Regions from separate parts of the Mus musculus genome. Here regions 1, 2, 3, 4, 5 and 7 are each linked to region 6. Evidence: chromatin contacts called from public HiChIP or PLAC-seq and promoter capture Hi-C data. All regions are on one chromosome and are shown on one strand. The core of a region is the stretch at or near the end of the contact, and the rest is flanking DNA. Distances in the headings are between cores, read along the strand shown. Region 1 holds the start of Mmaa (methylmalonic aciduria (cobalamin deficiency) type A). Region 2 overlaps Smad1 (SMAD family member 1). Region 3 overlaps Rnf150 (ring finger protein 150). Region 4 overlaps Rnf150 (ring finger protein 150). Region 5 holds the start of Rnf150 (ring finger protein 150). Region 6 holds the start of Usp38 (ubiquitin specific peptidase 38). Region 7 has its middle 96 kb from the start of Zfp330.

Evidence for each region. Promoter capture Hi-C pulls out the DNA fragments that hold promoters and counts their contacts. HiChIP or PLAC-seq counts read pairs in DNA pulled down with a chosen protein or histone mark.
Region 1: a promoter capture Hi-C map of liver shows a contact between it and region 6, with 4 times the contacts expected there. The contact joins the promoter of Mmaa here to the promoter of Usp38 in region 6. A contact is called at or near these places in 6 of 39 promoter capture datasets (erythroid cells, hematopoietic stem and progenitor cells, hippocampal neurons and 2 more), 1 of 484 Hi-C or Micro-C datasets (erythroblasts), 1 of 115 datasets of contacts at active chromatin or transcription factors (astrocytes) and 1 of 9 other capture datasets (adipose tissue).
Region 2: a promoter capture Hi-C map of liver shows a contact between it and region 6, with 2.3 times the contacts expected there. The contact joins the enhancer-like site here to the promoter of Usp38 in region 6. A contact is called at or near these places in 2 of 39 promoter capture datasets (both in liver) and 1 of 115 datasets of contacts at active chromatin or transcription factors (microglia).
Region 3: a promoter capture Hi-C map of the 3T3-L1 cell line shows a contact between it and region 6, with 9 times the contacts expected there. The contact joins the enhancer-like site here to the promoter of Usp38 in region 6. A contact is called at or near these places in 6 of 39 promoter capture datasets (the 3T3-L1 cell line, 3T3-L1-derived adipocytes, cranial neural crest and 2 more) and 1 of 115 datasets of contacts at active chromatin or transcription factors (astrocytes).
Region 4: a promoter capture Hi-C map of 3T3-L1-derived adipocytes shows a contact between it and region 6, with 7 times the contacts expected there. The contact joins the enhancer-like site here to the promoter of Usp38 in region 6. A contact is called at or near these places in 7 of 39 promoter capture datasets (the 3T3-L1 cell line, 3T3-L1-derived adipocytes, the HPC-7 cell line and 4 more) and 1 of 115 datasets of contacts at active chromatin or transcription factors (microglia).
Region 5: a contact with region 6 is called in an H3K4me3 HiChIP or PLAC-seq map of stem cell-derived neural progenitor cells, with 7 times the contacts expected there. The contact joins the promoter of Rnf150 here to the promoter of Usp38 in region 6. A contact is called at or near these places in 10 of 39 promoter capture datasets (the 3T3-L1 cell line, 3T3-L1-derived adipocytes, the C10 cell line and 7 more), 7 of 115 datasets of contacts at active chromatin or transcription factors (astrocytes, embryonic forebrain, embryonic hindbrain and 4 more) and 1 of 9 other capture datasets (adipose tissue).
Region 7: a contact with region 6 is called in a FOXA1 HiChIP or PLAC-seq map of pancreatic cancer cells. The contact joins the enhancer-like site here to the promoter of Usp38 in region 6. A contact is called at or near these places in 10 of 39 promoter capture datasets (the 3T3-L1 cell line, the HPC-7 cell line, cranial neural crest and 6 more) and 4 of 115 datasets of contacts at active chromatin or transcription factors (astrocytes, large pre-B cells, pancreatic cancer cells and 1 more).

What each region holds. Positions count from the first base shown.
Region 1 is chr8:79,293,526-79,296,529 of GRCm38.p6, forward strand. It overlaps Mmaa (methylmalonic aciduria (cobalamin deficiency) type A), which reads right to left and starts at 1,436. Exons shown (of 7, transcript NM_133823.5): 1 at 1,389-1,436. It overlaps Gm4890 (predicted gene 4890), which reads left to right and starts at 1,553. Exons shown (of 2, transcript NR_045823.1): 1 at 1,553-1,982.
Region 2 is chr8:79,378,571-79,381,821 of GRCm38.p6, forward strand. The region is part of intron 1 of Smad1 (SMAD family member 1); the gene reads right to left. Among named protein-coding and RNA genes, the nearest start is that of Smad1, 19 kb to the right of the region's middle. Within about 2 kb of position 1,596, at least 24 of the 459 cell types and tissues checked have an H3K27ac peak or open chromatin away from gene starts, as enhancers often do. A contact at or near this core is called in liver, where this site is marked.
Region 3 is chr8:82,944,841-82,948,039 of GRCm38.p6, forward strand. The region is part of intron 1 of Rnf150 (ring finger protein 150); the gene reads left to right. Among named protein-coding and RNA genes, the nearest start is that of Rnf150, 83 kb to the left of the region's middle. Within about 2 kb of position 1,576, at least 8 of the 459 cell types and tissues checked have an H3K27ac peak or open chromatin away from gene starts, as enhancers often do.
Region 4 is chr8:82,915,335-82,918,562 of GRCm38.p6, forward strand. The region is part of intron 1 of Rnf150 (ring finger protein 150); the gene reads left to right. It also overlaps the pseudogene Gm46045. Among named protein-coding and RNA genes, the nearest start is that of Rnf150, 54 kb to the left of the region's middle. Within about 2 kb of position 1,712, at least 58 of the 459 cell types and tissues checked have an H3K27ac peak or open chromatin away from gene starts, as enhancers often do. A contact at or near this core is called in 3T3-L1-derived adipocytes and the HPC-7 cell line, where this site is marked.
Region 5 is chr8:82,861,897-82,865,143 of GRCm38.p6, forward strand. Rnf150 (ring finger protein 150) reads left to right here and starts at 1,460. Exons shown (of 7, transcript NM_177378.4): 1 at 1,460-2,594. The coding sequence starts at 2,114.
Region 6 is chr8:81,013,101-81,016,266 of GRCm38.p6, forward strand. Usp38 (ubiquitin specific peptidase 38) reads right to left here and starts at 1,806. Exons shown (of 10, transcript NM_027554.2): 1 at 655-1,806. The coding sequence starts at 1,336.
Region 7 is chr8:82,676,564-82,679,876 of GRCm38.p6, forward strand. No RefSeq gene overlaps it. Among named protein-coding and RNA genes, the nearest start is that of Zfp330, 96 kb to the right of the region's middle. Within about 2 kb of position 1,383, at least 5 of the 459 cell types and tissues checked have an H3K27ac peak or open chromatin away from gene starts, as enhancers often do. A contact at or near this core is called in pancreatic cancer cells, where this site is marked.

The sequences.
Region 1 (3,004 bases), core at 186-2,685, 1.7 Mb before region 6:
TAAGCCTTCTGTGTGACACTGATGCCCTAGAACCAAGTCCAATAGTCTGTTTCTGCTGCACAATTTTCTCATACTCTCCTTTCAGACCTCCTTCCTCTAAGGAGACTTGGTCTTCCAAACCTAGTACTTACTTTCCCAATTTCCCACATTCCAGATTTAACTGGTCTCATCTTTCCTCTTCTACAACATTTCTCCTCTGCTTAAATCCACTCTTCTCTTAAATCCTCTCCTGATGATCCTGGCTTTGGGGAAATCTTTCTTCTCTAAATCAAATTATTCTGAATACTAACTTAGGTGATACCCGGCTCACAGAGGGTGCTTGTTAACTCAACCCAACACCAATCACATTAAAACCAACGGGAGGATCACATAAAAATATAGATACTTGTTCCTTATTCCAGAAAACTCAGATCTCTGTAGAAGACCCGTGGCAATGAATGATTTTAAAGCACTGATTTTAAAGCAATGTTCAACACCTTTCTTACATACAGCAAGACTAAATGTCTACTTTTCCCACATGACATCAATCAGCTGGGGCAAATTCCAACCATTCACTTGCTCCATCCATTCCAAATATATTCTTATGACACCCTCACATTTTGTAATCACCATTTACGTTCCTCATGATTATATAACTTTCCATGTTTATAGTCTCTAATAGGAAACAAAGCCTTAAAAGAACCATCCTAATAAAAATACTATTTCCTTGAATATATTTACTTCGTCAAAGAACTTTCGAGACATTGTAGATAACCCTCCAAACGTTTTGTTTCTCCTGGAAATTGGTTTTCTACTAGCTTAGCCACTTTTTATAGTTTCTTTGTTCTCCAAAATATATGCAAGGGAACTGTTAAGAAAGGCGACAGTAAGAAACCCTTTTCTTAGGCTCTCCTTCATTTTTCAAATGAGAAACATATCTGAAGTTGGCATGTCTTCTGTGGAACGCTACCGGCGCGGTCGCGACGGTGTTTGGCAACCCAGACACCGCTTTGTGACTCCCAGTGAACCCTGCTTTATAACCTGCAAATCTGTATTCCTTCCCCTCTGAGGGGTCTGCTGCTCCCTTCCGCAGGCGGAGCTCCTTAGCACTGAACAGCCTCCGGGCCTGGCTCCTTCCGCGCTGCCCGAGACGAGCTCACAAACCGGCCCACGAGAACCTGACAGCAGCGACTGCGACGCCTTTCTTATGTAAGGAAAAAGCGCTCAGTCCCTTCCAGTCCTTCCTGCAGGCCCCACCACATCCACCCCGCCCCCGACTCAGCCACATCCTCCTCGGCTGCCCCCCGCGAGCCTCCAGGGGGCGCCCCCGACAGCGGGGCTGACCCCGGGCGGAGGACGCACCGCGGCCCCGACTCCTGGCCTCCGCGCGCACCGGGCCCCACACTCACCCTCGCGAGGCCGCGCAGCAGAGCACCGCCCCTTCCGCCCACTGCTCCCGCCCTGCTCGCTCCTTCCGCCGCCGGCGGCACGCAGGCGTAACGCGACGCCCCGCGCAGGCGCAGTCGCTTAGCGAAGGCTGTCCCGCGGCGGGCGCAGGCGCGGGTGGCGGGGTGTGCTTGGGCGGGAAGTGGGTGGTGAGGGCCGCTCTGGGCTCAGCGTTCCCCACCTGGAATGCGTCCTGGCTTCGGCTGGCCCGGCCCAACCCTCAGCGGCCGCGGTGCCCAGGCCCACTCCTTCCGCGCCTGGAAACGTGAGACGGGTCACTGAGGACGACGTAGGCAAACTTTGCAGAGCACGTTGCCACCTGTTGGAGTAGCCGCTCCAGCCCCAGTCGAAATGCACGGCCGAACAATGGCAGTTCTGAGTGGCTCAGGGGCCCACACTTTCTTTAAAACCGATGCACTCGTAGTAATATTTCTTATGCCCCACATCCAGAGGCCTGTGCTCACCACCTCAGCAGTGCCCGGGGAGGTTCGCCAGGCGTGGGCAGGCTCTCCCTTGAAAGCACCTGACCTGGTTCTACCTTGCACTGGGGCTGAATGGTAATTAATTTTTTTATTTGTGTTTTTGAGATAAGGTCTCTCTGGCCGACCTGGAACTCCCTAAAACCATGCTGGTTTACATACTACCTGGCTCTGCCTCACAAATGCTGGGGTTAAAGGTGGGCCCCACCGCGCCACACTGTAGCTAATTTAAAAAAAAAAAAATTACTGAAGTCATGAGACCTACAAATTTCAGGCAGTCCAGAAGGAAAGTGTGTGGAGACAGAGAAAGGTACGATAGTACGTTAAAAACAGGCAGCTTAAACAGCAGCGGTAAGTGCTCCTTTAACTCGTCCACCGTAAGTTTTAAATGTTTAAAAGCAAAGTTGTTGGGACTGGAGCTATGGCTCAGAGATTAACATTAACGTAAGAACATATTGGCTGCTCTTCAAAGGAGCCAGATTGGGTTCCCAGTGCCCACAGGGAGGTTCACAGCCATCCAGTTCCAAAGAAATCACTGCCCTCCTCTGGCCTCTGAGAACACCAGGCACACATGTAGAGCACATTCCTACTTGTAGATACATAAAAATATTTTTGAAAATTAAAAACCAGTGAAACTTTGTACCTAGCAATTATTAAAACATTTACAAAGAAGAAATACAAAATTCATGATACAGTAGTTTTCTTACAATCTGACCTTAACAAATGCTGCACCATGTCTAAGAGCACTGGGAAGGGTTTGGAAATGACCTCGTTATTACAAATATCATATTTAAGTCCATATATTAAGGCTTGGGAATTCACCAACCAACTTACGTAATGCATATAATCTTTTGGTTACTGCTCAGCGCTGTTTGCCATGGTATGTATAAGACTTGTGAGTCTTTGTAATCTGTCAGTTGTGACTTTTTAAATTTTCATTTCAACAAATTTGAGTAGCTGCCAGATACTGTTCAGGCTCCTGGAACGCCTGAGGCTGGCATGCTCAGTCCCTTTACAGCATGGCATCATATTTGCATATAACCTATTTCCATCTTTAATGTGTTTAAAGAACAGGGAGCCAGAGCAGGTGCTATAAGCCT
Region 2 (3,251 bases), core at 346-2,845, 1.6 Mb before region 6:
AAAGACAAAGTTCACAAGGAAATTTTCTTTTTTCACAGGCTTACTGCCAGGAACATGTTATAAAACATTAAAAAACAAAACCAAAAAACCAAAAACTAAGAACCTGTAATTCAGTGAAAAAAATACAATGAGTCTTGTTGGTCAGAATCAGATGCAGAAGTCAGAAGGTGGGCATGAAAACCACTATTATAATCATTAAGGCTGTGTGAAATTAGGCCACTGGGTTAAGCAGAACTTCAGAAGACCAAAGAGCTAAAACTTTCAATAGAGTCAAGCGTTTCTTACTTGAAAAGCCAGACAACAGAAGCCAGCCACATCCCCACCACCTGACAGAGACAACAGCTTTTGTAAGTTAATCTTCATTGTCAACTCGACTGGGTTAAGAAGTACCTAAATCAGTTACCCACACCTCTGGGTCTATCTATCTATCTGTCAGGGAATTTCCCAAGGAAGATTCTCGGAGGGTGGTAGGAGCCCTCTCTGATGTGGGCAGCCCTTCCGATAGGTTGGGGACCCGGATGGATTAAGGGCTGAGAGGAATAGTGAGGCAGAATCATGAGCCCCTTTCATCTGGGAACTCTGGTAGGCAGAAATATGGGACTCTCTGGTTTGAAGACAGCCTAGTCTACATACTGAGTCTGAACTAAGGCTACGTTTTATTATCAGAAAGGAGGTGGAGTGTGTCACCACCTGGCAGTCGCATCCCCTCTCTCCCAACAAGCAGAAGAAGCTGTCAGGTGGGAAAAGGTAAGGCGGGCAGGAGAAGAAGCTGTCAGGTGGGAAAAGGTAAGGCGGGCAGGAGAAGAAGCTGTCAGGTGAAAAGGTAAGGCGGGCAGGAGAAGAAGCTGTCAGGTGGGAAAAGGTAAGGCGGGCAGGAGAAGAAGCTGTCAGGTGGGAAAAGGTGGGAAAAGGCGGGCAGGAGAAGAAGCTGTCAGGTGAAAAGGTAAGGCGGGCAGGAGAAGAAGCTGTCAGGTGGGAAAAGGTGGGAAAAGGCGGGCAGGAGAAGAAGCTGTCAGGTGGGAAAAGGTGGGAAAAGGCGGGCAGGAGAAGAAGCTGTCAGGTGGGAAAAGGTAAGGCGGGCAGGAGAAGAAGCTGTCAGGTGGGAAAAGGTAAGGCGGGCAGGAGAAAAGATAAGTTGAAGCTGCCAGTCGACTCAACTGACAAGCATAAAAATGAAGGCAGACCTCACTATGTTAGGCCCAAAGAACACCTTCTAGTAGAAGTGCTATGAGGGGGTTTCCTCTGTGGGCAGAGCCAGGTGAACTGCCTGCTCATTCCTTGCTCATCCCATTCAAGAAAACAGCACTCAACTCTCAAGACACCCCAGAAGGACTCTCTGGGGTCAAACAGACAGCAAGGCTTCCTGCTAACCAAAGCCAGAGAGAAATTCTAGAACAAAAGGAAGTTAAAAGTTATAGAACCCCTCAATACTCCCTCTGTGGCATCTAACTTAATTTTTCCAATTACATTTATGTAATGTGTGTGTGTGTGTGTGTGCACACGCGCGTGCGCGCGCGAGTGTGTGTTGTGTGCATGCTAATGTGTGCACACATCCGTCCTTGCTCATGCAGAGGTCAGAGGTCACTTTCAGGGGTCAGTTCCCTCCTTCCACCACGTGGGTGAAATTCTGGCAGCAAGCGCTTTTACCTACTGAGCCTCTCTTGGCCCCGGAAGCACGTTTTAACGACTTTATGAACTCTTGGCCAAGTCCCTAGGGGAAATATATTTCTACAAAATTCCTGTATAAGAAAACAACGTAAGGATGCTCAGAGATCACAGGAATCTACTCAATCTTGGGACACATGGTGTGTAGTTTACCTTGTTTGCATTTAAAAAAAAAAAAAAGTCCTTTCCAGAGTTGGATTTTCCCTGGTGGGGAAGAGGTAGTAGGTAATGAAAGAAGAGGGTCCATGGGGTAGAGAGAGCCCAGCTGGTACAGCTGCCTTTAAGGTGCAAGCATTACCAGCCAGTCTTCCAGTGTGGCAGGCTATCAGGCATGGCCATATGGTCTCTCGGAGTGCTGATTAAGTGCAAGACTTAGAAATCAGCAGAGAGAAGAGTGTGGGTCCCAGATTACCACTTACAAACCTCAGACACTGTAACACTGTGACACTGACTTTACAAGGAGTGTCCCCTTGATGAATCAAAGAATTTACAGACATCTCCACAACAGGGCTTCCCAGGACACAGCTGTAGTTAAATATGTAGATCAGGTGTGTGTCTCAATGTAGCTTTCGTATATTAGAAAACTCTACCCTCTGCATACACAAAAATTTCCCCCAACACATCTAGGCTTAAACAGGATGGCCTGGCTCATTTCACTCAAATTCCGTAGGCAATAGCAAGTTCTAAGGTTTTGGGTTGTTTGGGGTTTTTTGTTTTGTTTTGGTTTGGTTTTTTGGTTTTTGGTTTTAGATAATGACTTTTTTTTTGGGTGAGGAGATTAAAGCCAATACAAAGTTTCCTTACTGTCCCCAACTTCAACCACCAGACTTGGCTTTCCTCCATCTCCTTGTCCCCCATCTCCTTGGCATTTCCCTAAACCCTACTGGATGCTCTTTCTTTAATGAGCATGAAGGAACCTTGGGCAGACTCTGAAACCCCTGACCTCTCCTGAAAAAGTTCACCTGGGTGCTCAGTCCTGAAATGCAGGAAAGATGAGCCCCTTAGTTGTCTCCCAAATAAGACAAATGAATGAGCAAACAGGCAACAACAACAACAAGCACTCTTCTTGGACCTTTATCTTCAACAGTAATTTTACAGTCTACAGCAGGCTAAGTGGGACAAACTTCCTCTCAGGCCCAGGAGCTCTGCTGTTAGCTGAGCTCCCATCTGGGGAGACAGTGGCTGTCTCTACATCTCACAGACTATCTCAATTCTACTAAGAGTCTGGAGGCTCAGAAGTTAGGTAACTTCTCTGGAACCTACACTTCAGCTAGAATTTATTGACATAAAAGTCCAGTAATCAGCCAGGTTTGGTGGTTCTATCCAACACTTGGGAAGCCGAGGCAGGCAGATCTCTATGAGTTCAAGGTTTACTTGGCGAGTTCCAGGCCAACCAGGGGATACATAGTGGGACCCCAAAAGAACAAAACAAAACAAAAAGGGCAAGAAAGAAAATGAAAAATTTATGAATGGGGTTTTAAAAAGCAAGGAATTTAAAGAGCAAATCCACTGAGGCCAGGATTTGAGCACAGGCAGGAAGACCATCCAAGCGCTCCCCCCAGCTCACCCCCTCCCTCACATCTTTC
Region 3 (3,199 bases), core at 326-2,825, 1.9 Mb after region 6:
TCCAGTCTCTGGTTTTATTTGTTTGTTTGCTTTGTTTTGTTTGTTTGTTTGTTTTTGCTTTTCTTCTTTGTGTTCTTTGTTCTTTACAACAGTTTGGCTTTTTTAAACATCTTCAATGCCATCATTTCAGGGCTATATATTAATGCCGTTATTTCGTATGTTTTGAAGGCTCTCTGGTTCTTACCAGAATGTCCTGAGGCAGTCTGGCTGTAGTTTGTCAGCTGATTCCAACCCAGTCTGCAGGGCTTTCATTTGCTTTGTGATTAAGGACCTCAAGCATGGGGTGAGGGAAGCTTCTATTGTTCTGTGTGTATACAGACATAGTCTCTGAACTGGGACCCATTAGCTCTCTGAAGACGTCAAGGACTTGAAATGCAGAAGACAGACTGAACCATTAAAGATAGCATAAAGTATAGCAGTAATGTTTATAGTTAATAATGTAACAATATATGATTTTAAATATGTTAGTCAAGTAAGGCATAAGGAAGTTAATTCACCAAATTATTTTATATGTCTGCTAAAAAATTTTAATTCTCTCTCTGCCTCCTCTACCTCTTTTGACCAGCACTATCATACACAGTAAGTGCACACTAAGTGCTGGTTGAATAAAATAAGTAAAGACAGAATAATGACTAACTGTCATTATTCTAAAACTCAGTAGATGGTGGGGGTTCCACAGTATCTGCGAGGACTTCCCATTTGTAATCTCACATCTGTGGGAAGGTGATGTGAGAGATGGGAAGGTGATGTGAGAGATGAAAGTTTAGTTAACTACACTGCAAGAAATCTAGATGAAAAGGAGCTGAGGGAAAGGCTGAACACATTAAACAGCAGAATGGCAGGCATCTTCAACACTGGTCTTTAGAACAGTGTCTCCCTCTATGAACAATGGATGCAGGTTTGGAGGAGGTGCTTTTCTGTAGCATGTCTACCATCTCCTTCTCTAAGACTCCCTTCGCTCACTCACCACGTGGGTACTCAGAATGTGCCAGAAGAGGAAGATGCCACCTGATCCCTCAGAATATCTGTTTATTCTCAGGCTTTTGGAATGGGCTTGGTTACTGAATTATCCTCAGATTGAGGAACGAGCTACAACCAGGTAAAGTAGCCCCAAACACTGTGCTCCCAGCTCTTTGTAGCCAGGAAGCCAGTTATGTGACATTTCTAGGGAACTCAGTTTTCTCTTGTCACTCTCTACATTCCCCAGCAACCCGCTAACAAAGTACATATGTTCTTTCTATAAGAGGGATGTTGGGGGAGGGAGAGAAACACCAAGAAAAAAGTGAACACAGGCTGGAAGAGCTGGGGCTTCCCAAGAACTGGTATCCAACCCCCTGGCTGAGCAAACATCCGGCTAAGGGGTTGCACACCTTGGTCCAAAATCCTGTGCCAGCTAAAGGTCCCCATGGCCCTTTTTGCTTGGGTAAAGAAGTCCTTTCCCATCTCCCCTTATTCCTCAAAGTTGTAACCAATATCTTTTTCACACACTCTCCAAATCTTAGTAGTTGTCTCTGTGACCGTCATTGCAATGTTGCTGGCACGGTCTTCTGCTCAGTTAGGAATGGGAAAAGAATCATAGCTCTGAGGCTCCTTCCTGTTCACTGGTTGCAAGGAGCAGTGAGTGAGAGAGCTGCACAGCTCAACTTCATCCTCAGAACTTCCCCTGTGAATCTTTCCAATTGAACTAAATTATTAGTATCATACATACCTCTCCCATGTTCAGAGTTTTGATCCCAGGATCCTAGAGCAGAAAGGCACGAGGGAACAAAGAAACAACAGGAAGAGGAAATGAGGAAGAGAGGGGCACCAAGAGGCTTTGGCCTTGGACATTATGGACAACCTGATTTCCTTCTCTCTAGAGAAAAGGGACATGTCTGTGCCCAGGGGAGACAGGCATATGGATCCAATAACTGAAGCATATGGAAAGGGAAGCCGTTCTGAAGTAAATTGTCTGTAACATTTATCAGATGTCCTTATTCAATCCTTATGTTTAAGCTCCAGTTTGCAGGCAAGGAATTCTCCATATCCCAAATTCATTAGTCATAGAAACAAGAGGTCCCAAAAGCCATGTGCAGATTTAATGACTGTGCCTCTTTTCCTCTGTGGCCTCTGACCCATGGCTTCTGATGCTATTCAGTGGCATGTGTCAGAAGACAAGTCTTTCACTGGAGTGTACAACCATGCTGGAGAGGGCCAGGAAGGGTTTTTACTGTTTGATGCCCTGACAAAGAATCTTTCCTTGACCAATATCTACTCAGGCTCCCCTGAACTCTGACAACAAGGTGGAGATTCTTTTATTCATTTTACTTTTATCTTTTTATTTGTCTCTGTATTGTGAGTGTTCCCAAAAAACTGCCAACTTGGTTCATCCAGATTCCACCTTCACCATGATACTTTTTCTGGCACATTCTGATCCACTGGTTCTGCCTATTCCTCAACTAAAAACTCCCACAGTTAAGGGGCTTTTGTTTTTGTAAATTTAGCTGTGTTCTAGACTAAGGCTTCTCGTCCTCAATCGTGGCAGCCCTGAGGAAAACATGCTCCTAGCACTTGAGCTACTAGTCAGCTCCTGGGGTCTTTGACACACTAAACCACTACGTCTGCTTCTCCTTCAGTGTAAAAGACCTGAATAGCCCAGTTCTTACTCTCAACTTTGATTGCTCTTCAATGTAACCAAATTAAATAGGCTCCGTTGTGAAGATCTTCTGAGAGAAACATATCTTGATGGACATGTGTAGATTGAGAATAGCTGAGTGAGCTGAGGATGTAGGAAGTGTGTGGTCATCCATCGGACCTAAATGACTGGCTTACCTTTTCCCTATGTTGCTGCTTTGGAAGATTGGGATAAAGAGTGTCCACTACCTTTAGGTATTATTGGCCAATAGGAAGAGGTATTACAATCATACCATGCATAGGAACAGTGTTTCTCCAATGCTATTCATACTCTCCAAACTGTGCTTCAGAGAGGAGCTGGTGACTCCTGGATCCTAGTCTTGCTTGGCAGAGAGGAAGCTGGACTCAACTATCTGCTCTCTTCTCAAGCTGGTGCCCTGTTCATGTAACAGTAATGGTGCTCTGCCTAGGGATGTAGAGTGGCATCCCACCTGTCTGCAGATTATCCAAACAAGGCCCACACTCACTGGGGAAGGAGAAAGAAAGAAGAAAAAACATCTTTACATATTTTCAGTGACCAAAGATC
Region 4 (3,228 bases), core at 462-2,961, 1.9 Mb after region 6:
TTCACATCAACATGTTCTTGCATCCTCAAAGTGGGGCAGATGACTTATTTTTATCAAAAACCTTGAGAAAACTAAGCAAGACAGAATGGGGGTGTAACCCAACTACTTGGGGGCTGAGGCAGGAGGCTGGTGTGTTCAAGACCTGACTGAACTAGAGTGAGCACTTAGTGAGACCCCTGTCTCAAAACTTGAAAAACACAAACAACCCTCCCCAAAAAAAACAGTCTTGGAAAGGATTTATACAATTTTCCTACAAATTTATCTTTTTAAGAATTTCACATAATGAAATAACTTTAGCACAAAGATGTTTATGTCTAAGTTTATTAAAAAGTCAACTTTCATAAATCTAGATAGGATGAGGAAGAAGAGTGATTCAAACACAGATGCCTCAGTAGAATTTGAAATACCTAGTCTCTCGAAAGGAATTCTTTCGATTTTGAAATATAGTTTATTCATGCCAATGAAGGTAGAGAGCATATATTTAATTCAAGTTACTTTTTTAAGAAAGTGGAATATGCTATAAATAAATTATTTGTCTAGTGACTCGTATAGTGAAATATTTACTTGCATAAGCTTGTGAATATTTGAGTCATTAAAACTTTTTAAAACATACTTTTAATACCAAATAGAAAGCTATCAGAAAACCCTCGTGACTTTCCCCTGGTTTATCCCCTTTCTTTAAGCATTTTAACAAATTTTAAAATTTCTTCAGTTTTGAAATTTGGCTTATGTATATCCTCTGAAGTAGAGCTTGTTTAATTCAAATCTTTTTTAGTGTAGGTAGCATGTATTCAAATATGTCACTTTGCTAATGGCTCACTTAAAGTATGATAAAATAAGTTAAGCATTGGGTTTTAAGAGAGTGTTATTTCTTCGATGTTTTCATGAGTGATTATCACTGGTCTCTAAGAACAGAGTGCCCAGATTGACAGGCTGCCTTAGGAGAAATCTAAGAATTAATCACGCTTTTCTTTGATATACTGTAATTAATCTTCTCTAATGCAAGTCAGATTTCCTCCTCCTTCTTTTCTTCTTCTTCTTATGAATTTGATGGAATATTTTACATTCATCTATTGTACCTACTTTCCCTAGCTTTTGAAGGATCAGTACATCTTGTTGTATCACTTAGAATGCTTTCAATCATTTCTGCTGGTTCTGTGTAAAGAGACTGTAAGACAAATTGCTTCCATTTGTCTATTCTTACAGATAAAGCTCATGTTTTATCTGTAAGAATAGACAAATTCCAGAGTTCTTCATGTGCAATTGATAGTAAATAGAATTTTTCTTAAAGATGTAGTTTTATTTTTAACTATGGAATGTTAGTTCCTAGATCTGAGGCTACAGGCTACTATGAGCTGACCAGTGTGTGTTAAGAGCCAAACTCAGGTCCCATGCAATTTCTCTTAGCCACTCAGCCATCTGAATGGTCACCTAAAACTGGAATTTTAAGTTGTTGGGATTTTTTAAGCTGCTGCTGCAAAGAAAAAAGAAAAAAGTAGACAATTGTAAACAGAAAGAATTATAAAAACATATAGGAGAATTGGGCCCTGGTAAAAACAATAAACTTCTAAGAAAAACATACAGTCTATTAGAAATGAGTGTGTGTGTGTGTGTGTGTGTGGTTGAAAACAAACCCAAACCATTAGGAAATGAACCAGTTTGATGACTCATTATGTCCAGGAACAGTTTCTTTGGGCATAGCATATTTAGACTTTGCCAAAACCCAAACCACTGAACTGTGTGTCTGAAATAGATAAGTGGATGAGACTTCGAGGCTGGTGATTAGGGTGAGTGACTTGATGATGTGGACAGCTTATTGCTGACCAACAAACCTGAACTGAGAAGGAGAACTGCAGGAAAGGATGGGGACTGCAGAGCAGATTTTGAAACAAGGCTTTGGGGAAAGTTGATTTAAACTGAACAATTGAAAGAACAAGAGGATACAGGGGAGAGAAAGATGCTGGAAACACTGCAAAGAAGCTCAAGGTGAGCCTACTGTCTTATGCAGATGTTGTATGTATTCCTGTTTGCTAAAACTAATAGTTCCTGGCAGGAAGGAAGGGTTTAACACAGCTAGCCAGCCAGATAACCACTCAGTTCATTATGCTTGGATCCTGACAGGCACTGGAAACTCAGTTCCCATAAAGACAAGCTTAATGCTTTCACAACACTGTTTAGCTGTGTGGGGACAGAGAGACTCCAGCAGATGAGAAACCTGTTAGTAACCTATGCTAAGTACGGTATGGTATAGTTGACACTAAGCTAAAGATTTCATTGACAAGATCTTCTTGATCCTCATAACCATCTTGGGAAGTGGTCATCACTGCTTCTTTAAGACAAAGGAAATTGAGTCATGGGGCAGTTTAGTTGCTTGCCAATGTGATATCATGGCTAGATTGAGGAGTGACAGTCTGGCTTCAGACCCATGCCCTTCATTGTATTGTACTCGCTAAAAAGAGCGTGCATGGGACAGGGGAAATGGTTTGGCTGGTGAAGTGTTTAACATGTAAGTACAAGGACTGCAGGACCCACAGTCACAGCTGGGCTCCAGGGCACATTCTTCCAATCCCAGTGCTGACAGGCTAGACACAGCATGATCCCTGGGGCTCACTGGACAGCCAGCCAAGCCTCCAGTGTGAGCTCTAGGCCAGTGAGAGATTCTATCTACCTGGAAGGTATAAGCAGACAGCGTTCTTGGGGAATGGGAGTGGCACTTGTCATCTGGCTTCCTCATGTGCACACAGGCTCCTGCAGTTTTACAATGTGTGTTGCCACACACAAAAGAGAATGTCATGCAGTCATGTGTCATGATGTCAGAGATGGCGTACTTACTGAAGTGTGCTTTCAGAACACTTGATGGGGAAAAAGGAAGAGTCATGGTCCAGGGTGCCTTTCAGTCTTAAGTGCTGCTCAATGTTCTGTTATTTGTCCCCAGAGAGTGGGGTTGCTACTGAAGTTTCTTTTTTCTTTTCCCCACCTCCTTCTGCTTCTCCTTAATAGATTTTCTTCTTTCCTCCTTTGTTTATCTTCCAAATATTTACAATAAATATGTATTAATTTAAGGACAAGATGTATATTGTCTCGGTTTCCTTTAAGGAAACATTTCCTTTATATGGGGAAATAATGCTGATATTTAGTCATCTTAATATAAACGTGTTAAATTAATACATCGGGAACGTATGCGTTTCTTTGGAGACGTGGATTTTCTTATTTTATGCACCTATTGGC
Region 5 (3,247 bases), core at 210-2,709, 1.8 Mb after region 6:
CTCAGCATGCGTTTCTCTTGGCTTTCCCCCCAGATTATTTTTGCAGCTCCTTAAGTGCCCTCCTTGCTTCTATCCTTCCTCCAGTACTGTCAGAATAAAACTTTGATGTTCTCATATAACACCACATTTTTCTGTCCAGACATCTCCCAGGAATCTTCCTCTCACCCAGATTAAACTGCAAGGCCACTTAGAATCTTCCCACCATTAATCCCATCTCATTCTTTCCATCGCTCATCTCTCTCCACCCCTGATGAGCTCACTATGGCTTCTGAACACATCAAACACCAACCTGTCTGATCTATTGTACCTACAACTCCTTCCTATTACCAACAACTGGTCCCCTAATAATCATTCAAGTCCTTCGTCCTTTGAGGATTATATTTAGACATAGGATATATCCAGAATCCATCTTCTGTTTTGTGATGTCCAGACCTAGGATGTGTATATTGTGACAAAAACTGCTGGGCTTCTCAGTGCTTCTCGAGAGGCACAGGAAAGAGAACCAGGTGGAAGATATAATGTAAATCATTAAGCACTACCATATTTGTGTATGTATAAATAAGTAGACATTTTATATTACTGGTTTCTGAAACTACAGAAACCATTAATGAGGAAGTGTAACAACCAACCAGATATCTAATTGTTAAAGAATTCTGCTATTAGAACACGACTCTAGGAAACTGTTCTCCACTGGTTTCTTTTAATCTCTGTCACAACTGGAAAACACAGCTTAAAATGGTAACGAACACACACACACACACACACACACACACACACACACACACATACCACCTACTGACGCTGTGAATCCTCTAAGGCAGGGCTATTAGAGTGGGAATGGAGGCAAAATGTCTCAATCTTAAAGTATGAGGAGAGGTCCATTTTCTAAGAAAACTAACGCCATGCCATGAGCTGGCTTCCAGAGCAGAGGAAAAGAAGTCACTTTTACCCACACCACAGACTGGTCCTTAGACCAGCAGAGTGTGCATCACCAAGGACCCCACCCCTGACTTAATAAATGTGAAATTCTCCTGAATTCATGCTGATCAGTCCTGGTTTAAAACTGGAATTCTGACAGCCACTGTCCTAAATATTCAGGTCTGGGGGGGCGGGGGGGAGGGGCCTCATGACCAATCAGTGCTGGGATAAATACCAGAGAACTCTCTGCACATCTTCCAGCAAACGGAAATGCTGTTCCAGAGAGGTTCCTACACTTTGCTGTATTTAAGACTCCCTCAATTAATTGTTCCCAATTCAAAGGCCTGAAGGTCCTTTTTACCTTTTGCCCGCAACTGTCGAAGCCTGAATTTGAGGCCCAGCAGAGGTCGCTGACGCCCAGGAAGAGAGACAGAGTGAGCGTTGCAAGGGGAGCCCAGGAGCTTTGACATCATACTAAGCTCCTCCTTGCACGCGCACATCACACACACACACACACACACACACACACACACACACACACACACACACACACACACACACACAAATACAGACACACACAAAACGCTGTATCCCTCTCCTCACGCTCTCCCCCATCCCATCTGCCCCGTACCTCCCCCTCCCTCGGCAAGTGAGTGTCCCGGGCGTAGCCACCTAGTCTGGCCAGAAGCGCAGCGCCTACTGCCCATGGGAACCCACGCATAACAGGAGCGACCTCCGCGTCTGCAGCGGGACCGATAGTCCCAGCACCGAGGATCTCCAGCACCCCACCCCCGCCCCGCTCGGCCGCGACAAGCAGAGCCGCCACCCCTTCCAAACCCGAGGACCCCGCCACCTCTATGAGAGAAGGCGACACGGGGCAAAGGAACAGGACGCCTGGCAGCCGGACTCCCCCGCAAGTGCGCGGCGCCCGCTCCGCGACCGCGCCGCGATCACCCGGGAAGCCCGATGCCAGCGCCGCGCTTCGGCTGAGAGGGGACAGGGCGGGTTTCTCCCGCTCGTCCCGGATCCGGTCTCCGCAGCGTCTGCGCGTCCCAGCCGGAGCTCCGCCGGCCAGGGAGTGAGTCGCAGCGACAGGAGAACCAGAGTGGCTGCCCGGGGTTGGCCGGGGCAGGGAAAGGAGGGACGGAGCGGGGGGAGGGCGCAGGGGGCGGGGAGGGGACCCCGGAGGAGAGAGATGACAATGTCTCTCATCCAAGCGTGCCGCAGTCTGGCTCTCTCAACATGGCTGCTTTCCTTTTGTTTCGTGCATCTGCTCTGCCTGGACTTCACCGTGGCGGAGAAGGAGGAATGGTACACCGCCTTCGTGAACATCACCTATTTGGAGCCCGAGCCCGGGGCCGCGGTGGCGGGCAGCGGTGGCGGCGCGGAGCTGCACACGGAGAAGAGCGAGTGCGGGCGATACGGGGAGCACTCGCCCAAGCAGGACGCGCGCGGCGAGGTGGTCATGGCCAGCTCGGCCCAAGACCGCCTGGCTTGCGACCCCAACACCAAGTTCGCCGCGCCGGCCCACGGCAAGCACTGGATAGCCCTCATCCCCAAGGGCAACTGCACGTACAGGGATAAGATCCGGAACGCGTTCCTGCAGAACGCCTCCGCTGTGGTCATCTTTAACGTGGGCTCCAACACAAACGAGACCATCACCATGCCCCACGCAGGTGAGCAACCCGGGGGGTGCCTGGCGGACGTGGGGGAGGGGAGCCCGAGAAGCGTCTAGGGAGATCTAGCACCGCCTCCGGGGCACCTCTGGCTGAGAAGTCCGTGCAGCACCAGAGACCAGTCTCTTATGTATGAACCTATTAAGTTTTGTTGTGCGTCGCTTGGGGGACAGGTTACAAGCATGAGAGGTTTCAGTATGTTGGGGGAGTATCGGAGAGTCTGGTTCGGGAGAGGGTTCAAGCTGTGGAGTGTCTTCTCCCAGGAGAATTTGGAAAGTGAGATTTGGGAAACAGGGCTGAGATATTGTTCTTGTTAGTGACCCGTTTCAGCACCTGTTTGGAACCGGAAGTTCTAATAACTTGTCTCTGCGCTTCGTTGTGTGTATCAGATATACATACCTGGTGCAAGTGTTTGTGTATCAAGAGGCAGGTCAACTTACCTGTCTGCAGCTGACCATCGGCAAACTGCTCTCCCAAGTCAGGTTTCAGCCCTTCTCAGGAGCCCTTCCCCTTGCTGGGACCATAAGTAAATAATATTCAAAGCTCTGCCAGGTTGTCATCTAGAGAGATGGACTGACGGGGAGCATGGGTGAAACATTGCAATGCCCAACAAGCCAAGAATAGCCACAACGTTAGAATTACTTTCTACTGCT
Region 6 (3,166 bases), core at 556-3,055:
AAAGACAAGACAGATTACTTACTACCTAAGCTGTCACACTTGTCTTCATGCTCCCTGGATCTCCTGTCACATACACTGTCGTGAAGTGAAATGCTGACATTTAAAAAACACTACATGGTATACCGGGACAATAATAGATTGTGCGCGACTCATGAATTAAAAAAAAATGAGACCACCAGAAAACAGGAAAAAAAAAAACCCAACAAGATACCCTTCAATAAGATGATAGGTTACACACAGTAATAATAACTCCCTGCGGCAAGCATCATATATGACCATTAGTCAGTAATGACTAGAAGCTTTTCATCCTGGCTGTCAGCCTGTAAGAATTCCAAAACTGGAGCAGAGGTGGTGTAATTAAATGACTTGTTCAGTGACAAAGGTCTTTGGACTTAGGCATCCTCAATGTTTTGGCTCCAGCGTACCATTCTGAACAAGGCAGTGAAGAGGAGTAACATTTTGCATAAGGGTATTTAGTTTTGCTCTCCATCAAGAACGTCTCTTACTGGAGGAGTTACTCTAATAAAATAGGCTACCTGGCCTCTTTCAGTACCCCCAAAGAGAATGCTTCCGGGGGGGAAAAAAGCGCACTGTGTTGATGAGACACACGTGTTGAATTTCCAAGACACACTTTTCTGAAATAATGACCCTTACCTGTGGAAGAGATGCTTGCAAAAACTTCTTGCAGAGAAGGTAGCAGCGTGGAGGGCTCAGCCTTCCAAATATTCTGTAGTAAGGTACTCACTTTCGTTACCTGGGAGACATACTCCCGTAGTTCCTTCTCCTGAGTGGACACGCACTGGAAATGACCTATCGTTCGAACCAGCTGTTGACAGAAGGTAACTGACAGTTTCCCTTTGGGGACGCACTGCACGAAATCGGTCAGGAGGTCGCTCAGCCGGGCACAGAGCACTGGCTCCGGCCTCTCGCAAACCATTCGCAGGACCTCCACCTGGAGCAGGCTGAAGAGATCCAGCACCGACGGGCAGCTCATAATCAGCTTCAGGCCGTTGTGAATGTAGTCCAGGATGGCGACGTCCTTCCTGTCCACTGAGTGGTAGCCCTGCTGAAGGAGGCCCAACACGAAAGTCTTGTTGAAGAAGGACTCGAACTCCGGCCGGTGGTACCGCGCGTAGGCCTCCAGCACCTGGTGGCCCACTTGTCGCTGGAAAGGGTCCTGGCCCTCCAGGATGAGGCGGGTCGTCAGGTCAAACATGGCCTCGCACTGCGCCTCGTCGAGCCAATGCTCCGCGAACTCCACCACCTTCCGCACAATCATCCGCTTGAGGGGCAGCGGGTGCGAGGAGCTCACCAGGCCTTCCAGAATCTTGTCCATCGTCGCCACTCTGCAAGGCCAGGCCCTGGGGATAAAGAGCTGGCAGCGGCAGCCCCGGGGGGCAGCAAAGCGCCCCGGCGGGGAGGAACTTGGAGCCAACCAGCAGCAGGACCGGCCACCGCCACCGCCGCCTCAGCAGCCACATTTATCGAGTGGGAAGGCCCATCCGAGCCGGGACGGGAGCGAGCGATTCTGGGACGCCGAAAGGCTGCGGGTCCCCGCGGTCCGCCTCAGGGGCCGGAGGTCCGCATAAGGCTGCCTCGCTGGGCCCGCGACCTCTCCCAGCCTCCGGGCGCAGGGACCCTCCAGGCTGAGCTGGAAGGTGAGGAGCGCCTTCGTGTCCCGGGTCAGTGCGGAGCCCCGGCTCCCGCGGGTGGGCAGTTAAAAGTCGCCCTGGGTTGAGTCAGGAGGCACTGTCAATGCGAGTACCTCGATCTGCCAAGGAGAGGAGCCGGAGGCGCGGAACACCCTGAACCCGGAAGCAGAAATACTGGCGAATAGGAAGTGAAGCTCCGAGGTACAGCGGATAGGTCCGCCCTCGCCCCGCCCACTTTTTTCCGGTCCTTTCCCGGCTACGTTCGACCCATTTCCTGCTGGCCCCGCCCCTCCCCCTTCTCCATGTAGCTCCTCCCCCGATAGGCCGCGCCCCCTTCCCTGGCGCGCAGGCGCAGAGGCACGGAGTGAGTCACGCGGCCACTCTCACGTCACTGGAGACTGTGTGGTACGTCACTGGCGGACTTCCGGAGGCGCTGCTCAGGGAGCCTACTCTGAGCTCTGAGGTTCTTGTCGCCGGACGTGGATTCCGTCAGTGGTGAGGGTTAGAAACTCAGAGACCACTCAGCGCGAGCGAACCGAGAGTCTATACTGAGCCGCCGGCGACTGCCGGGGGGAAACCCTTCTCTCAGAGCAGCCGGAAGAACGCACTGTGCAGGGAGCTGTAAAAGGCAGAGAACACGGAAACACTACTTCCTTGTTTGCCGTTGGCAGGGAAATAAAGTAAGCAAGCAGCTTACTAGAAGCCCAAAACGTGCAGTTGCCTGAGGCATTTCCCCGAGTTTCTAGGACAGAGTTGGGGTACAGGACTTTTCACTTTCATCAGGGAATGATGGTGTCAGTTTCCGGGTAAACCAAAGATGGCTCCACCTGAGACAAAATGGAGGAACTTTTACTATGTCATAGTCTGAGACATGTTGCTTATGAAGACAATTCGAGGAAGTGCTATTAATTGTTTAAAATCTTGTGTCTGAGAAAATTTTGGAAACGCGAGAAGAGCACTAGTTGAGGAATGGAGGAAAGTATAAGAAAACAAACAAACAAACAAACCAAGCTTTGGGGGAAATCTTTCTAAAGACCTTGTTAGGCCCAGACATACTCCAATGCCTTAAATGGCTGGGTTTTTCCTCTGAAACAATTGCTAATGTAGAGAGAGTACTGGTGGCTCATATATTTAGTGGTGATTCAAAACAAGGTTGTTGTAAGAATAGATTTTTTAGCGGGTGGTGGTGGTGCTCGCTTTTAATCCCAGCACTTGGGAGGCAGAGGCAAGTGGATTTCTGAGTTCGAGGCCAGCCTGGTCTACAGAGTGAGTTCCAGGACAGCCAGGGCTACACAGAGAAACCATGTCTGGAAAAAATAAAAAATAGTGAGCTTTTGTATTCAGTGTTCAGTGTATAAGCAAGATCCTTCTCAGCTAAATTTAGACCCAGGCATAGTGGCATACACCTTTAATCCATGGAGATAAGGCCAAGCAGATCTCTGAGTTCAAGGCCAGCCTGGGACAAGCAGGTTCTAGGTGAAGAGCTTAACTCCAGGCCTGGTGGTACATGCCTT
Region 7 (3,313 bases), core at 133-2,632, 1.7 Mb after region 6:
CGCAATACCTCTCCTGGGCATCCAGAAGATGTCCCAACCGGTAAGAAGAACACATGCTCCACTATGTTCATAGCAGCCTTGTTTATAATAGCCAGAAGCTGAAAAGAACCCAGATGCCCCTCAACAGAGGAATGGATACAGAAAATGTGGTACATTTACACAATGGAATACTACTCAGCTATTAAAAAAATGAATTTATGAAATTCTTAGGCAAATGGATGGACCTGGAGGGTATCATCCTGAGTGAGGTAACCCAATCACAAAGGAACCCGCACAATATGTACTCACTGATAAGTGGATATTAGTCCAAAAACTTAGGATACCCAAGATATAAGATACAACTTGCCAAACGCATGAAATTCAAGATGAATGAAAACCAAAGTGTGGACACTTTGCCCTTTCTTAGAAATGGGAACAAAACACCCATGGAAAGAGTTACAGAGACAAAATTTGGAGCTGTGACAAAAGGATGAACCATCTAGTGATTGCCATATCCAGGGATCCATCCCATAATCAGCTTCCAAATGCTGACACCATTGCATACACTAGCAAGATTTTGCTGAAAGGACCCAGATATAGCTCTCTCTTGTGAGACTATGCCGGGGCCTAGCAAACACAGAAGTGGATGATCACAGTCAGCTATTGGACAGGTCACACGGCCCCCAATGGAGGAGCTAGAGAAATTACCCAAGGAGCTAAAGGGAACTGCAACCCTATAGGTGGAACAACAATATGAACTAACCAGTACCCTGGAGCTCTTGTCTCTAGCTGCATATGTATCAAAAGATGGCCTAGTCAGCCATCACTGCAAAAGAGGCCCATTGGACTTGCAAACTTTATATGCCCCAGTACAGGGGAACGCCAGGGCCAAAAAGGGGGAGTGGGTGGGTAGGGGATGGGGGGGTGGGGATGGGGGACCTTTGGGATAGCATTGAAAATGTAAACGAGGAAAATACCTAATAAAAATAAAGAACCATCATTAAAAATAAAGTTTGAAAAAATTAAAGTTACAATCCCTTGACCTTCATCTTCCGGCCCATGGCTCTTGATGCTTTTCCCAGGAGGCCTGTGTAGACTTTCAGGAACATCCAGTGTAGACTTTCCTCCCCATCAATCCCCTGCCAGTCTGGCCCACCTGGGGTATAAGCAACAGAGGTGAGCTGTGTGCTGCCTCTTGACAACCATCATCTGGCCCATGGTTCTCCCTGCCTTCCCAAGAAGTCTTGCGGGGCCCCAAGAACATCCAACTTAGAGAAAAACAAACTAAAGAACTAAGAATGTATTTTGACTCATAGTCTCAGATGGTCACGGGGATTCCTGTGGGTGGGAAAAGAAGCATAGCAGAAGAAACATGCTCACCTCAAGGACACCAGGAAGGGGTGGGGCTGCACAATACACACACTTGTCTGAACGCAAGCAAATGGAGTTTAATAATAGCAGAGATGGCTGCTCTCCAAGCTCAGTGCAAGCTGCAGTGCATTATGGAATGATTCAGCCTCACAGAGACAAAGAATCACCCACATAATTGAATAAATGCATATTACATAGTAAAGTGTCTTATCAAAGCCTGAACATGTTATATCACAAAAGATTTGTGCAATTTGCTAAGAATAAGCAGATTTAGTGAAGATGGATCTTTCATTTGACTTTTATTGACAATCAAGTAAGTTGAACATGTTCTAGTTTTATGATCAAATACAGGTTTGCTCCAGCATTATAAAAGAACAAAATGCTTTTGCCTATTGACCTGTAAGAGAGGTATAAAGAACCAAACAGGCTAGAACACAAATGAAAAGAAAATCCACACAGACAAGAATCCAACCCAGATACCACTGAAGAATTGTCTCTAGACCATACCAAAATGTACCAACAGTCTTACAGTTAACAGGTCCCTACCAATCTCAATATGGTGCCCTTCTAATCTAAAGGTTAGATTCAAGTAGTACTCATTGAGCTGACCAAACTTCAGACTCTGGGCTTTGGTGCTTTCCATCAGCTCTTGTAAGGCTTGTAAGTGGGTAATTTATCACTTGCAAATGAAGAAGGCTGTCTTCCAGGAAAGAAGAATGCAGATAATACAGGGCCTGACCTGTAGCACTATGCCCAAACATCATTGTTCAATGTTTGAACCTTTCCTCTCAACTCCAAAGTTCTGCATAAGGGGCTAGAGAGAGGGCTCACTGGGTAAAGGCACTTGCCAGAGTTTGATCCTTAGAACATAAGTGACGGGAAGAAGGAACTAGCTCCTGTAAGTTGTCCTCTGACCTCCACCAGTGCACAGTGCTACACCCACACATAGAATAAACACATGAGAAAAAAATCAATAAATTCTTAATAAAAGATTGGTCAAGGGACAGTGGCTTATGTTTATGTAAATTCACCAATTACTTACTAAGCTCTCAGTGTATGCCATGCTATGGGGCTCTGGGGACTAAAGAAATAGCTTAAGCATAACAGATGTGACATTATTCATCAGCACATATTATAAATATGGTTGGCTTGAATCAATATAACCACACTGGCAGGCAGCCCAGTAACTCCCTCTGGAGAATTCTCTTTTACTCATCCTAAACTATACAAACAACCCAGAGACTCACCTATTTAAACAAGACATTTATCCTACGTATTAAGTGTCTTGCAGGGAGAAATACTGGACTATGTAATCAAACCACCTACATCTGCTGATCATCAAGGCTATGCATTCCAGTGGGCACCTAATACTACTTTATGCCAATGGTGCCAGGTTCCTGTGTAGCACATGAGTGACACACACACCTAGTTTTCAACATGATAGGTTGTAGGCATACTCCAATATTTCTGAAAATATACATTGTCAAGGAAAATTGAAACCATAAACGCCTTCTGTGTGCTAGAATGTGTCCTTTTACAACTGGGAAACCTTAGGTTGTCTTCTATTGTTTGGGTCTAGGGTTGCAACAAAGGTCTACAAAGAGTTGGTAGCTACCATTTGCCCGCATTGTCCCATGAGCTAAAGATCATTTTTAAATTTTTAAATGATTTTTAAAACCTCTCCGGTGTTTAGAGTATAGCTCATTTAGTGGGAGATACAGTTAGCATACATGCAGCCCAAGATTCAGCCCTAGTATGAAAAATAAAAAAGGAAGAAAAGATAAAGAAATCAAATGAAGAAGGCATTGTCGGGTATGAAAATTATATGAACTTTAAATTCTGGTACCCAAAAAGGCTTGTTATATTATTATTTTTCACTTGAGAGTGGTATATAACTGAGACAGTATACACAGACAGTGGGAGCTAGTGGACTATGATATAGGAAGAGACCCCTCATCTTGTG